3 separate regions of the Mus musculus genome follow, and regions 2 and 3 are each linked to region 1. A link is a contact called in public Hi-C and HiChIP or PLAC-seq data. All regions are on one chromosome and are shown on one strand. Each heading gives the region's core, a stretch centred on a gene start, on an enhancer-like site or on the middle of the called end of the contact. The rest is flanking DNA. Distances are from core to core; before and after follow the strand shown. Region 1 has its middle 71 kb from the start of Gm14009. Region 2 holds the start of Spdye4c (speedy/RINGO cell cycle regulator family, member E4C). Region 3 overlaps Gm39928 (a long non-coding RNA gene).

The links. Hi-C and Micro-C count contacts between places; a contact is called where the count stands out from the background. HiChIP or PLAC-seq counts read pairs in DNA pulled down with a chosen protein or histone mark.
Region 2: a Hi-C map of bone marrow-derived macrophages shows a contact between it and region 1, with 24 read pairs. The contact joins the promoter of Spdye4c here to the enhancer-like site in region 1. A contact is called at or near these places in 2 of 39 promoter capture datasets (embryonic stem cells and neutrophils), 1 of 484 Hi-C or Micro-C datasets (bone marrow-derived macrophages) and 3 of 9 other capture datasets (adipose tissue, liver and macrophages).
Region 3: a contact with region 1 is called in a FOXA1 HiChIP or PLAC-seq map of pancreatic cancer cells. The contact joins two enhancer-like sites. A contact is called at or near these places in 2 of 484 Hi-C or Micro-C datasets (the HPC-7 cell line and olfactory sensory neurons) and 1 of 115 datasets of contacts at active chromatin or transcription factors (pancreatic cancer cells).

What each region holds. Positions count from the first base shown.
Region 1 is chr2:128,238,712-128,242,924 of GRCm38.p6, forward strand. No RefSeq gene overlaps it. Among named protein-coding and RNA genes, the nearest start is that of Gm14009, 71 kb to the left of the region's middle. Within about 2 kb of position 2,105, at least 112 of the 459 cell types and tissues checked have an H3K27ac peak or open chromatin away from gene starts, as enhancers often do. A contact at or near this core is called in bone marrow-derived macrophages, embryonic stem cells and pancreatic cancer cells, where this site is marked.
Region 2 is chr2:128,590,624-128,594,836 of GRCm38.p6, forward strand. It overlaps Spdye4c (speedy/RINGO cell cycle regulator family, member E4C), which reads left to right and starts at 1,718. Exons shown (of 9, transcript NM_001310641.1): 1 at 1,718-1,808; 2 at 1,973-2,080; 3 at 2,262-2,378; 4 at 3,214-3,330; 5 at 3,496-3,702. The coding sequence starts at 1,718. It overlaps Gm36203 (a long non-coding RNA gene), which reads right to left and starts at 1,290. Exons shown (of 9, transcript XR_866725.3): 1 at 478-1,290; 2 at 1-191.
Region 3 is chr2:128,542,511-128,546,723 of GRCm38.p6, forward strand. The region is part of intron 1 of Gm39928 (a long non-coding RNA gene); the gene reads right to left. Among named protein-coding and RNA genes, the nearest start is that of Gm39928, 5.1 kb to the right of the region's middle. Within about 2 kb of position 2,226, at least 140 of the 459 cell types and tissues checked have an H3K27ac peak or open chromatin away from gene starts, as enhancers often do. A contact at or near this core is called in pancreatic cancer cells, where this site is marked.

The DNA of each region.
Region 1 (4,213 bases), core at 855-3,354:
TGCTTAGAAATCTAATGGTCTAAGATCATAGAAATCAAAGATTGGAACTGTAGCATTATTACATGACCCTGCCATTCTCCTTCTAGGTATCAGTTGATCCAAGGCCACTGAAAATATACACGCTACTGGAACTTGTTTATACTTACTGATGACAACATTCTTCACAAAGCTACCATGTGGAAGCAACCAAATGTCCCTTAAATATGCCTGCAACAGCACGGATAGACCTCAAAGACACCAGGTGAAAGCAATCAGAGCAAATGGCCTCATGGACACGATTGCCCCCACAGCTGGGCACACTCCTTTGCACATCATTTGAGAATGGCTTCACTTTTCCATGGATTGTCCTGTTGGTGGATTTATAGACATGTTGGAGAAGGAAAATGATTTTGTTTCACTGAAACCCCACTCCTCACCGTCCACCAGGCCATAATGACAGCATACATATTAGATGGCCCATAAGACAGCACTCATATTAGATAGCCCATAAACATCCAGTTGAGGTTTTATATCTCAAATGAGCTAAACCATTCAGAAATGTAAAATAATAATGACAGCCCACCAAAAAAACTGTCAGTCCAACCCTTGCTAGCTTCATGGTGGCTAGGAAACAAAGAGAGAGACAGTGAAGGATCAGGGGCAAGGGTTATCTTTCCAGACCACGCCTACTCTGACATACTTCCTGAGCCCCACCCCAGACCATTTGCACCACCTCCAAATAACAATATCTTGGAGTTATGGATCCGTCAGTGGGTTACGTCATGGATTATATCAGGAGTTTGTGATCCAGTGACTTTCAATGATAGACTCCACCAGCAGGAGACCATCCCCTCAACAGGAGCTTCTAGCTGTCTACACCATGTTCAAGCCATAATTCTTCTGGTCCAACTTCTGATCCCAGACCAAGTGTTGGCATCAGGACATTCCAAACCTATGAGGCAACAGCACGACCTGTGACCTACAGACCGGTTGCCAAGACAATGACCACCATATTCCCAGCATTCACTTGGCTCACCTCCCACCCTTACTTGTGTTACATCATTTTCCATATAAATAAGGAGAATGCCCCTTCCTCACTCTCTCTCTTTTTTCTCCTTTCTCCCCCTTTTCTCTCTTTGCCTCTTCTTTGTCTCTCCCTTCCAATACAACCTCTTCCACCTGGAACTGCTTTGGTGCTGTTGTGGCACCACCGGCCATTCTAACACATCACCAAGTCCTGCACATTGGAGGCCTCTTTCCTAATAGCTAAGTGCTGAAGTCACACCCAAGTTTGTTTTGTTTTTGTTGTTGTTGTGGTTGTTTGGTTGGTTTTGTTTTGTTTTGTTGGAATTTTGTTTTTGTTTTTTTGTCATCCAAACTTTTGAATATCCTAAAGGAGGGAGATATTGACTTTGAGTGCCACTCCCTGCCTACAATTTCTACTCAGGTATTTGAAAAGGTGAAGACTTCCACTCAGATGAGCTCTCCTAGTGCAAAACAACTTCCACTGTGGTAAATGCCAGCACTTTATCAGCGCTTTATCATTTGTTCTCTCCACCTGACCTCCACTTCTCAAGGCAAATCAGACTGGTGCACAGTACACGTGGGACAGCCTCAATACATTTTTCTTTATTTAAAAAAAGAAAAACAAAGTTGGTTGAATTTGCCCAAGCGGGTGGTATGGCTTCCAGGTATAAGTCTCTTTCTCTGAAGTAATAAATTGAGCCTGAAGACACGAAGAAGGACAACTGGCTCTTGGCAAGACAGCCTGAAGTACACGCTGAGCACAGCCCAACTAGGTGGATGCTGCGACTGGACCACCGACAACAGAAGCTGCTCTCCCTGGATAGCACACAAACAGGGAGAAAGGTACCTGAAGGGAGGGCGGGTGCTGAGCATGGGGGTCTCAGAGAGGCCAGAGGGTAGTATGCAGCAGGAAGTTCCCAGGAGGAAAAGCAGCCTCAGGGTAAAGTTACCAGCCTCCGCTGCACCCTGGAAACCGGTCTTTCTGGCTTTTCTAGGGTCAGAGGGCAAGCTTCCCAGCAGGCTGTAGACTTTCTAGGCTTGGCTCCTTTCCCCCTCCTTCCCCAGGGAAGGGCAGGGCAGGAAGTTTGAGATGACTGAGTTCCTGGGTCACCCAGAGAATCCCCTGAAATGAATCAGATGAGAGGAAATGGAAACCACTGTATGGTGCTCACATTCTTTCAGGACTGAAAGTGCTCGTATCTCATACTTGTATCTACCGAATTTACATGAAATTAAAGGCCCTGGTGCAGACGAAGTTCCCAAACCTTGGAATTGTCTAATTAGACACAGGAAGCCTCCCCACAAGATGGTATGAGCAGGAAGAACTTGCTCAGGGCAAAGCCTTCTGTGCAGCCAATAGGGTGGACATGGAAGTCCCAGGGCAGAGGAAGCTGTTATTGCGAAAAGACAGGTTATAGAGAAGAAATTACATAAAAAACCCAGCGGATCACTGACAATGGACACTGAGCCAGCCACAGGATGCTAACAGGGATTGTTAACATTTAATTTTTATTTCTTGTTCACACTGCTATCCAACTGTTTCTTCTTAGGACAGAACGTCTTCCTTGAGAGTGAATTTTGGTGCAGATAAAGCAGAAAGGAAGAGTTGGGAGGGAAGAACAGAGGGGGAGGGGAGGACAGAGGGGAGGGGGTGTTTCTTCTCAGGCTTTAAACGCTGTTGTTGCCTGCAAAGGGTTTGTCCTAAATGACATCATCCGAGTGCCTGCTGTGTACCTCTGGGACAAACAGACTAGACAAAGGAACCTGGTGAGACTGGAATCTCTGGGCCTCCAGCAGGCTGACAAAGAGCAAAGCTGCTGTCCTCATGGGGTCTAGCTGCTCTGCGACCTGGAGTGCTGGGTGCTCCCTACAAGAACCAGTGGTGCTGGCTGGACTTTAGGGAGATGTAGGGAGGCTAAAAGGGAGCCCCAGGTTCCCTGATGTGAGGGTGGGGCAACAAATGAAGGAACTAGGAGACTGCTTAGGAAGCCCGGCCAAGAGGTCCAGACAGCCCTGGCTGGTCATCACAAATAGGGTCCCGGATAGACAGAGTCTTCTCTGTGGTCTTCCTGGTCTATGTAACTGCTGCCACAGACCAGGGTGGAGGCCACTTTGTCCAACTCCCTGTATTGTGGAGGTCCCTTCAAGAGTCACAGCCAGCAGTGAAATATCCTTGGAGAGGCAAGAATGAAACTCTCTTCAGCACAGCTTCCTTAGCCAGGCTGGTTCAAACTTCCCGAGTCTGACCCTGCGCTGTTTTGTTTTGTTTTTTTTTGTTTTTTACAGATTTAAACACAGTAAAACTTTGGAAGAAAGTTTCCTCCTGACAATTATCACAATAAAGCTTAAGGCATGGCTACACTGAAAACTCTGTCACCTATGAACTCTTCCTCAAGAGTGGGCTCTGTTGACTGTGAAACAATGCTCGGATAAGGCCTAGGCAGGAAGGGTTTGCAATAAGTCTAAGGATGGGCTCTGCTGACAGAGAAGCAACACTTGCATTAAAGCCTTGGAATAAGCATAACTTCTTCTGCACAGTACATGGGGCCTCTTTCATGGGGATGGCTTCTATCGACCGAGAAACAACAGTCAGGAGTCTAGGGGATTCAGGTGAGGCTCCCCAGAGCAGAAAAGATCATCAGGTTATTAAATAACATCCACTCGAGCCTTCCGGTGAACAGGTGTCAATTTCTTTCACTGAAGACAATTTGGTTTCTCTAGTGTTATTTGTAAGACTTGGACCCGTGTCCTTCTGCACTGTGTTCCATTTCACAGAGACCTTGAAGCCACCCATAAGAATGCTCACTGCAGGGGCTGCGAGACAGTTGAGTGGATCACGTGTTTGCTGTTGGAGGCATGAGGTCCGGGGTTGGGATTCCCAGAACCCACACAAATGTCATGGTGACCTGTAACTAACTCCTGCATTCAGAAGGCAAAGACAGGGATCCCTGGAGTAAGCCAGCTAGCTAGACAAACCTCTATCTGGGAGCTCTGGGCTCACATGAAAGACCCCTCCTTAATGAATAAGGTGGGGAATGAGGAAGACCCCTGATGTCAACCTCGATCTTCCAATGCACCCATGCACACACATATACTCAAGTGCCTTAGTCAGGGTTTCATTGATGTGAAGACATCCTGACCTTGGCAACTCTTATAGGGGACAGCATTTAATTGAGGCTGGCTTACAGGTTCTGAGTTTCAGTCCATT
Region 2 (4,213 bases), core at 468-2,967, 350 kb after region 1:
AGACATACAGCCGCACAGAAGGAATACAGACACATGAGCATGAACTTGTCCATATGAAAAACCCAAGTAAAGCTGGTGACTTACCAATCTCCTCCTCCCTGGGGTACTGAACTGGTTATGTAGGTTGTTCTCACAAGAAGATCATTTGGAGAAAGTAATGTATGATCAGTCTCTAGGTGTAAGTTCTGAACCTGCATACCAATCTTAGTATCAACATAGAAGATTTGAAAGATGATTTGATTGTATTCTGATAGGAATCAAACCCAAACAGCAAAGTAAACTGTGTGCACAGCTTTGTACTATGGATGAAGGGGTCAATGCTTGTGTGCTCTGAATCTACCCTTTCAGGAACACAGTTTCATTTGTATTCTTAGACAGTGTGATTTAGGTACAAGGTGAAGCCCAAAAAGAATTTATCAGGGAGACAAGAGAAGATCACTTGATTGTCCAGAGGGGACAGGCATGCATCTTTTTTACCCTGGATGCCCATGGCCTGTTCCTCGGGTGCATTTCTTTAACAGACTAGAGAGCAGGTTCTGACGGAATGGTGTGATGTCAACAGGACCTTCAGAATGTTTGAGCCCATTTAGCTACTATCACCGCCCTCCTCACAGTTGTGAGACAGAGCTCTGGGTACACTCTGAATGTGCCTGGAAGGACTAGAGCTTGAGAGACCAGAGCAGGTGCTCACACGGGCGTCACCCAATGCTGTGCTAGGCTGAGTATCAGGCGCTGCGCTGTGTTTCTTCAGAGAGAGAGTCTTGGCGTATGTCAGGGATCCACTGGAGTCTCAGGATGGACAACTGGTGATACAGTGGGAACAGAATCAGGTTTTAGATTAGGGGAAACAAAACAAAAGGTAATGTGAGATAAAGGGGAAAGAGTGAAAACAGGGAGGGGGACAGTCAAGAGGAATCTTGTCCACCAATGACTGCCCTTGAGAAGGAGCCACAAGGAGGACAGTGTGGGCTACTTGGGCTGTATTTTTAACAAGATTTAATTGCCTGTGAATTTATAATGGCTCATAGACATATAAAGAGGTAATATCAAAGAAAACAGGTGTGTAAAATCATCCATACTGACCCAACTGGAAACATGACTGGCAATAGCCATTCTTCCCATTGGCAAACCCACGGTGGCCTAGCCACAGTCAGGGGACACACTCTACACAAGTCCACCTTCTCATGTGTAAAGCAGGTGGATTACAGTTCTTCACAGATTACAAGGACTACATGAGGTATTCTTTATGCACAGATTAAATTCTAGTTTCATAACGAATCAAAAACAGCGGCTGGAGAGATGGCTCGGTGGTTAAGAGCACTCAGAGGTCCTGAGTTCAATTCCCAGCAACCACATGGTGATTCACAACCATCTATAAAGGAATCTGATGCCCTCTTCTGGCACACAGGTGTATATGCAGATAAAGCACTCATCCATAAAATAAATAGATTTTTTTTAATTACAAAAAATAATCAGGAATGATGGCATGGAGCTCCATGGTGAAGTGCTTCCCTGCATGTGTGAAGTCCTACATTCAAGTCCCATTACCTCAAAAGAAGAAAAAAAAAAACTTTCAGCCACCATTAACTATTTAACCACTGCAACTTTTTATTTTTCTTTTGTTTTAGTAAAAGAAGACTACACAGAGATAGCCTGGAGTTGGAATCAAGCGGGGCTGTCTCCTTGGTTGGGAAACCAAAGACAACAGGATTCCATCATGTCCACACCAGTTGCCTCAGATACCACACCACGGCTTCAGAAGCCAACGAAAGGTCAAAAGAAAAAAGTGCCTGTGAAAGCAACGATAGGTGTGTGTCACCCTTGGCGCTTTCGCCCCTGGTCCCCAGAAGAATGCAGGGTGGGACAGTACAGCCCCTCCCTCTTCCCCAACCATTCTGAGTCAAGTTCTGCAAGGGCATGGCAAGGGCTGTCCTGCTGAGCCAGGAGGTCACTTCTTGTTCACTTTTTGTAGCTTCAGACAGAAGATCCGAGATGTCACCTGTCTCCTCAAAGGAGTCCTGCAAGCAGAATGATTCAGGGAAACAGGTGCCAGCGGACAGTGTTTGCTTGGCAAAAAAAGGTGCGTAGGAACTCAGCTCGAAGCCACCTTTGTAGATAAGCATATACCTGGTGGGGGAAGCATTCCTCTTGCTGTCTTCAGGTGTTACATGTAAATTCCTCACTAGGCTTGAGAAGGGGAGAGCCCAGCATTGGCCAAGTGGGTGCCTCTCATGGTCACGTGGGGTCTTCTGTTCCTGCAGCTCCACAGGTCACCAGTATTCTGGCTTCCAGTGATGGCTCTGCAGGGGATGTCCCTGAGCAGAGATCCAAGAGGAAAAAGGGCCAAAGAAAAAGAAAACTGGACAATATCAAGATGGGTAGGTGTCTGCCCCTTGACATTCTTTTTTTTTTAATATTTTTATTACATATTTTCCTCAATTACATTTCCAATGCTATCTCAAAAGTCCCCCATACCCTCCCCCCCACTTCCCTACCCACCCATTCCCAGTTTTTTGGCCCTGGCGTTCCCCTGTACTGGGGCATATACAGTTTGTGTGTCCAATGGGCCTCTCTTTCCAGTGATGGCCGACTAGGCCATCTTTTGATACATATGCAGCTAGAGTCAAGAGCTCGGGGGTACTGGTTAGTTCATAATGTTGTTCCATCTATAGGGTTGCAGATCCCTTTAGCTCCTTGGGTACTTTCTCTAGCTCCTCCATTGGGAGCCCTGTGATCCATCCAATAGCTGACTGTGAGCATCCACTTCTGTGTTTGCTAGGCCCCGGCATAGGCCCCTTGACATTCTTGTCCAAGTATAAATGCAACTTGAAATAGCATACCACTGTGCCTAGTTCCTCCCTCTTCCCAAACTCTTCTAAATCAAGTTTTACAAGGCCAGAGCAAGGGGTGTCCTGATGATCTAGGACATCAACTTTATTCTTCACTTTTGTAGCAATTGTAGATAAAAGATCAGCAAATTCATTTATCTCCCTGGGGTGTCTTACAGGCAGAATGATCCACAGAAAGAGGTACCAGAGAACAGCTGGAGCTTGATAAAATATTTCATTGTAACTCAATGTCTACTCTAATGTGTAGATAAGTGAAAGCAATTTCTGCCAGATGTTTCTAGATGTCACATGGAATTCTGAGAAGGGAAGAACCCAACCATGTCCAGGTTGTCTTCTTGTGGTCATGTGAGGTCTCTTCCTGCAGATCCAGAAGTCTGTGTCACTCTTGCCTCCAGTGATGCCTCGGCAGGGGATGTCCCTGTGCAGCGAACCAAAAGGAAGAGGGCTCACAAGACAAGGACACTTGTGGATGTCAAAGCAGGTATATGTCCATTCTTGTCCCTGCATGAAGAGCCAGTCACAGCCAAGTTACTACCGTCACTTAGTCTTCGAGAAGTGACGGATTCCTGAGCAGTGGTCAGGAGGTTGCCAGTGTTCTCAGCCTGGCCACATCCATGGTTATACTGAGAAGCTCTTATTCCCACAGCTATCCAAGAGGGCAGCGTGCTGGCCTCCAGCACAGCCACCCCTGAAGCTGCCCCTGGAGCCACCTCAAAGCTCAAGTTCCCCAGGAGGGGGAAGAAAAGGAGCATATGGGCTGTGAACCGTATAGAGGGGATGAAACTCATACTGAACAAGAAGAGAAGAGCCAGCTACCGCCCTGAGGACCTCGAAGCCTTCTACCGACTTCTGGGTGGGTCCTCTGAACTGAGGATTAGATGCTTGGGGCCAACTCTCAAAACTGAACATTGAGTGTAGGGAGCAAAGGTTCCAACCTCCCCAGAGTGCTCCCTAGAGTGCACATGGGCCCCCAGGTAACACAGATGAAGGGCCCCAGAGTTATGTGGAGGTGTTTTGTTTCTGTGACGAATCCTTGGAGAGAAGAACACAGAAAACATTACTGATCTGGCTTTTGCAATGCGCTAGCACCCAAACATTTACAAAATAAAGTTGCTATCAGCTCTTGTTCGTGCCATAAGAGAGCTTCAGACGGCCACAGCACCTAGAGGTGGGCAAGGACAATGACAGGAGAGCTCTATGAAACCAGAAAGGCACAGAAAGTCTCTCCAAGGTGATATGAGGCCATAGATCTGGGATCAAGTGTGGCAGGTTCGGAACAACTTCCAGGTATACTACCTGGTAGAGCATCTACCAGCCATAGTCAGTTATTTACGCCTTTTTTAATGAATTAAAGGATATCCACT
Region 3 (4,213 bases), core at 976-3,475, 300 kb after region 1:
ACCCCATCTCAGAAACGAGAGAACAAAGCTAGATCTGAAGGCACAAAGTCACAATCCCGGCCCCTTGGGAGGCTGGAGCAGGGGGACTCAGGCCCAAGGGTTTAGTCTGGGCTATAAGTTCCACACCAGCCTGGGCAGTTTAAATAAGAGTGTCATCTTGAGGGGGAACTGATATTAGGATGTAAAGTGAATTAATTAATTAATTTTAAAAGAATGTCATCTGGTATATATTAACATACACACACACACGTGTGTGTGTGTGTGTGTGTATGTGTGTACACAAATGAATAAACACATAAATAACTGAATAAATAATAAAGATGAATTAGAATATTAGGTCCATCTCAAGGGTAGAGCACTTGCTAGGATTAGCCTGTATAAATGGTCCTGGGCTCTAGTACCAAAGAATGTTAAAGGAAGCACTGTGCTCCTTCTGGGTGCTAGAGTACTGCAGGTAGGGAACAAAGCGCACCTGTAGCTCTGCCCTTCTCCTTGCTCTGTGACCTCTGTGGGACCTGCTGCCCCTCTCCCTGGGAGCATGGTCTATAACATTCCTCTCTAATAATGCCTGCATCAGAGTCTTGCAGCTCCTACTCCCCCCCACCCCCACCCCCACCTCGCCCCCAGTAGTGCGTCTGTGAGACACTAGATATTTGAAATTTCCTGCAGCAGAGAAGGAGCCCTATGTGCCAGAGCCCCTCAAGCCTTCGTGATTGACCTGGTGGCAGGGTCCAGAGTAGGTTATGCTGTAAGCAGTCACTGTATTAGTTACTTTTTCGTTTTGCTTTTATGTGTTTTTTTTTTCAAGACAGGATTTCTCTATGTAGCCCTGGCTGTCCTTGGAACTTGCTCTGTAGACCAGAACAGGCTGGTCTCAAACTTAGAGATCTGCCTGCCTCTGCCTCGTGAGTTTTGGGATGAAAGGCATGGGCCACCACTCCCAGCTTTAGTTACTTTTCTTATTGCTATGACCTAATGCAGGACAAGAAGCAACTTGAAAGTAGGAGGGTTTCTCTTGGCTTACAGTCTAAGAGTCAGGATAGTCCATCTTGGCAAGGAAGGCCCGGCAGCGGGAGAGTAAGGCATCTTGCCGCACTGTGCATGAAGGAACCAGATGACAGATCTGAGGTGAGGCCTGGCTATAAAAACTTAAGACCGTTTCTCTAACGACCCACTTCCTCTAGCAAGGCTCTATCCACTAAAAGTTTTGTAATCCTTCAAAACAGCTCCACCAGCTGGGCACAAGTGCTCAAACACACCATCCTTAAACCATAACACTCGCTTGTGGTATTCTAACCCATCTATGGTCCGACTACAGACTAAAGCCCCAGGCCCACAGGTAAACTAGGCCCACAGGTGAGAACGGTGGTGAAAGAGCCAGCTTTAATCCCCAGTTTTGCTTCTGCTCTGTTTCACTAGCAAACGGCAACCACTCGGAGACCTGCAGCGAAGGGCCCAAGCTGGTGTGTCCTTTCCCTTTCCCTTCTGTAGAGTGCAGAGAAGCCTCACCTTTTGTTTTAAGGAAACCCTGAAAAATCCCACTTCAGGCCTGAGCAGCAAAGGAGGCCGGAGGCCCCTGCACCTCAGAAGACAGTGGTTCTAGTCAGTCTGTTATTGTTAGTCACAAGAGTGTCTGCATCTGGTAATAACAGCTGTCCAGTGTCTGGAGGCCCAACAAGGTGGAAAGAATCCCAATGCAGAGCTTAAACATATACTCTATATCTAAGGAGCAACAGAATTTGAGGTGAGAGATGTTGGCTTCTATACAGAAGCAGAGCCAAGATTTGAGCACACACACACACTTCCGAGGCAGGGATTTGCTTCCATGGGGCTGAGAGGGTCCAGAGGACTGGCTCAGTAAGGTGAGTAACTCAAATAAATGATCTGATACCTCCACTCCAAGCTAACTTGAGCACCACAGAAGCCTGGCTCGTTATCGGTGCCCAGGGATGCCCACTGCTTATCTACGATTCACATTGGCACTGTAAGTGACTTGCTGGGTCTCATGTTCAGTGTATCTCCTCTCTACCAGACTGGGGCAGCCCCGGGACTACAGGGGGCAGGCAGTGCTCTTTCAGACACCCAAACATCTGTTGTTCTTGCTAAGTAAAAACAAGTGACTAGTCACAGCAAAACCATGAAAGAAAACCACAAGTGACCTAAGGATTTCTGACTCACCCTTCAACCTGGGTACTTTGTGACATTCCAACCAGAGCTCTCAGCCACCTGCAGCTGAGCTGAGAACTGCAGTCCCTTTGTCTCCCTGGCTCAGGGTAATTACCCTGCCCCCAGATGGCTTTTGCCTTCAGAACAAAATAAAGAAAAACCACCTCCCCCCACTAAGCCCAAGTGACTAAGAAAAGCTGGCAGGGACCCTCCCTCAGACCATAATTGTGGGAACCTCTTGCAAAACAATTTTAGTTGCCAGATAAACTGTGTCTTTTCCCAGCAGCCAAGTGCCACACCTTAGAGACTGGGTGAGAGATTTCTTTTGAGATATCACTGAGCAGATGTGAAGAACTGGGCCTCCTCTGTCCACTAGGGAGCGCTGTGTAGAGATGCATCCTGAGAGGCCTGAACAGCCTACATGCTGTGTGTGTGTGCAGGGCACCAAAGTGTTCTAGCTAGCAGGGTTCTGTGCTCAGGCTTGGAATTAGCAGCCTCCTGATGGGAGAGGGTTCATACTGGGTGCCAGTCAAGACCCTTTCTCTGTGGGATGGGCAACTGTGACAAGGCCATCTGTCTAAGAGGATACAGGAGCCGGACAAACACCACCTTCACGTTAGAAACAGTGCCACAGTGAGTTGTCGTGTTCTGTAACACCTAGCTCAGGCCTTTGGGGATCACACCTGACAAAACTGGAGCCAGACCTCAAGCCAAGTGCAGCTTCCAAAAATTGTATTGCATGGTTCTCTGAACACAGAAAACTTCCTTTTCCTCAACACTGCCCAATATAGATGGCCTATAAGGAACTAGGGATACGGTCAGTCTCCTCACAGCAGGGGGAAGGGCAGGAAACAAGCACAGAAAGCCTCCCCTCCATCACCTGAGCTGCTAGGCTCCTCGGTTCAGCTGCCTACAAGTGTCAGGCTGCCAACAGACGGTCTCTGCTCCCTGCACACCAACTGCTGGGTGCAATAAGCACCTCACTGCTAAAGCAGTAAGGAGTTAGCGATGCAGAGAAGATGCGCGGGCAGGGTTATGAAGGGATTGCCTAGGCAGCTCCACGGAGAAGAGCAGCCTGCACCATGATCAGGGACTGTGCATCAAGGAACCTTACTGGTTGAGAACAGTATCTTTAAGGAGGTCACCTACACAGAGAGTCTCCCTTCTGGCTAATGGTCTCTCAAAACATGACCACGCCACCTTAGGTGTGGCTGGTTCTCCCAGCTCATTTTTGTAAAATGTTTATTTATTTTTATATGTAGGGGTGTTTTAACTGTATGCATGTCTGTGTACCACATGCATGCAGTGTCTTCAGAGGCCAGAAGAGGGTGTAAGAAACTCTGCGACTGGAGTTACTGATGGTTGTGAGTTGTCATATGGGTGCTGGGAACAGAACCCAGGCCGTCTGGAAGAACAGCCAGTGCTCTTAGCCACTGAGTCATCTCTCCAGCCCCTCTTGGCCCGTTTTTTGTAGATGAGGAATTATATATAACAGACCCCAGGGCATCAGACCCTACAGCCCTTTTCTCTATCCTGCCTGCTACTAGCCTGCTGCAGAACAAATTACGTCTCTTTCTTGAAGAGACTGGTGCTGCCAGGGTTTGGAGAGTCTAGTGTTTTACCCTCCACCTCAGGGTGGTCCTGGGCCACAGGCATCTCAGAAGAAAGGCCATCATAGGGTCATATTGGGGACCCAAAACTTCCTTGATCAGTTCATTCAGGTACCACGAACACTGGCCTGGTGTATCCCACCTGAAACCATCATGTCTTCATTAAAGTGTTTTATGCCAATAACTCTCTTTATGGATTTAAAAAAATAAGTAAGCTTTACATTTGAGACTCACAGCATTCTGCAGCACTCAAAACCATCCCCCACAACTCTGAACTCAGCAGTTAGCAAAGGGTGGGGGAGTCTGAACCTGCAGAAAAGAGAAAAATCATTGAAGTAGCCAACAATCCTTGTCCGGACACCCTGGGGACAGCCTTCCTCAGAGTCTGTGTACTGAGAATTAGGTGCAAAGTGACAATTTTGACATTTCTCAGAGGG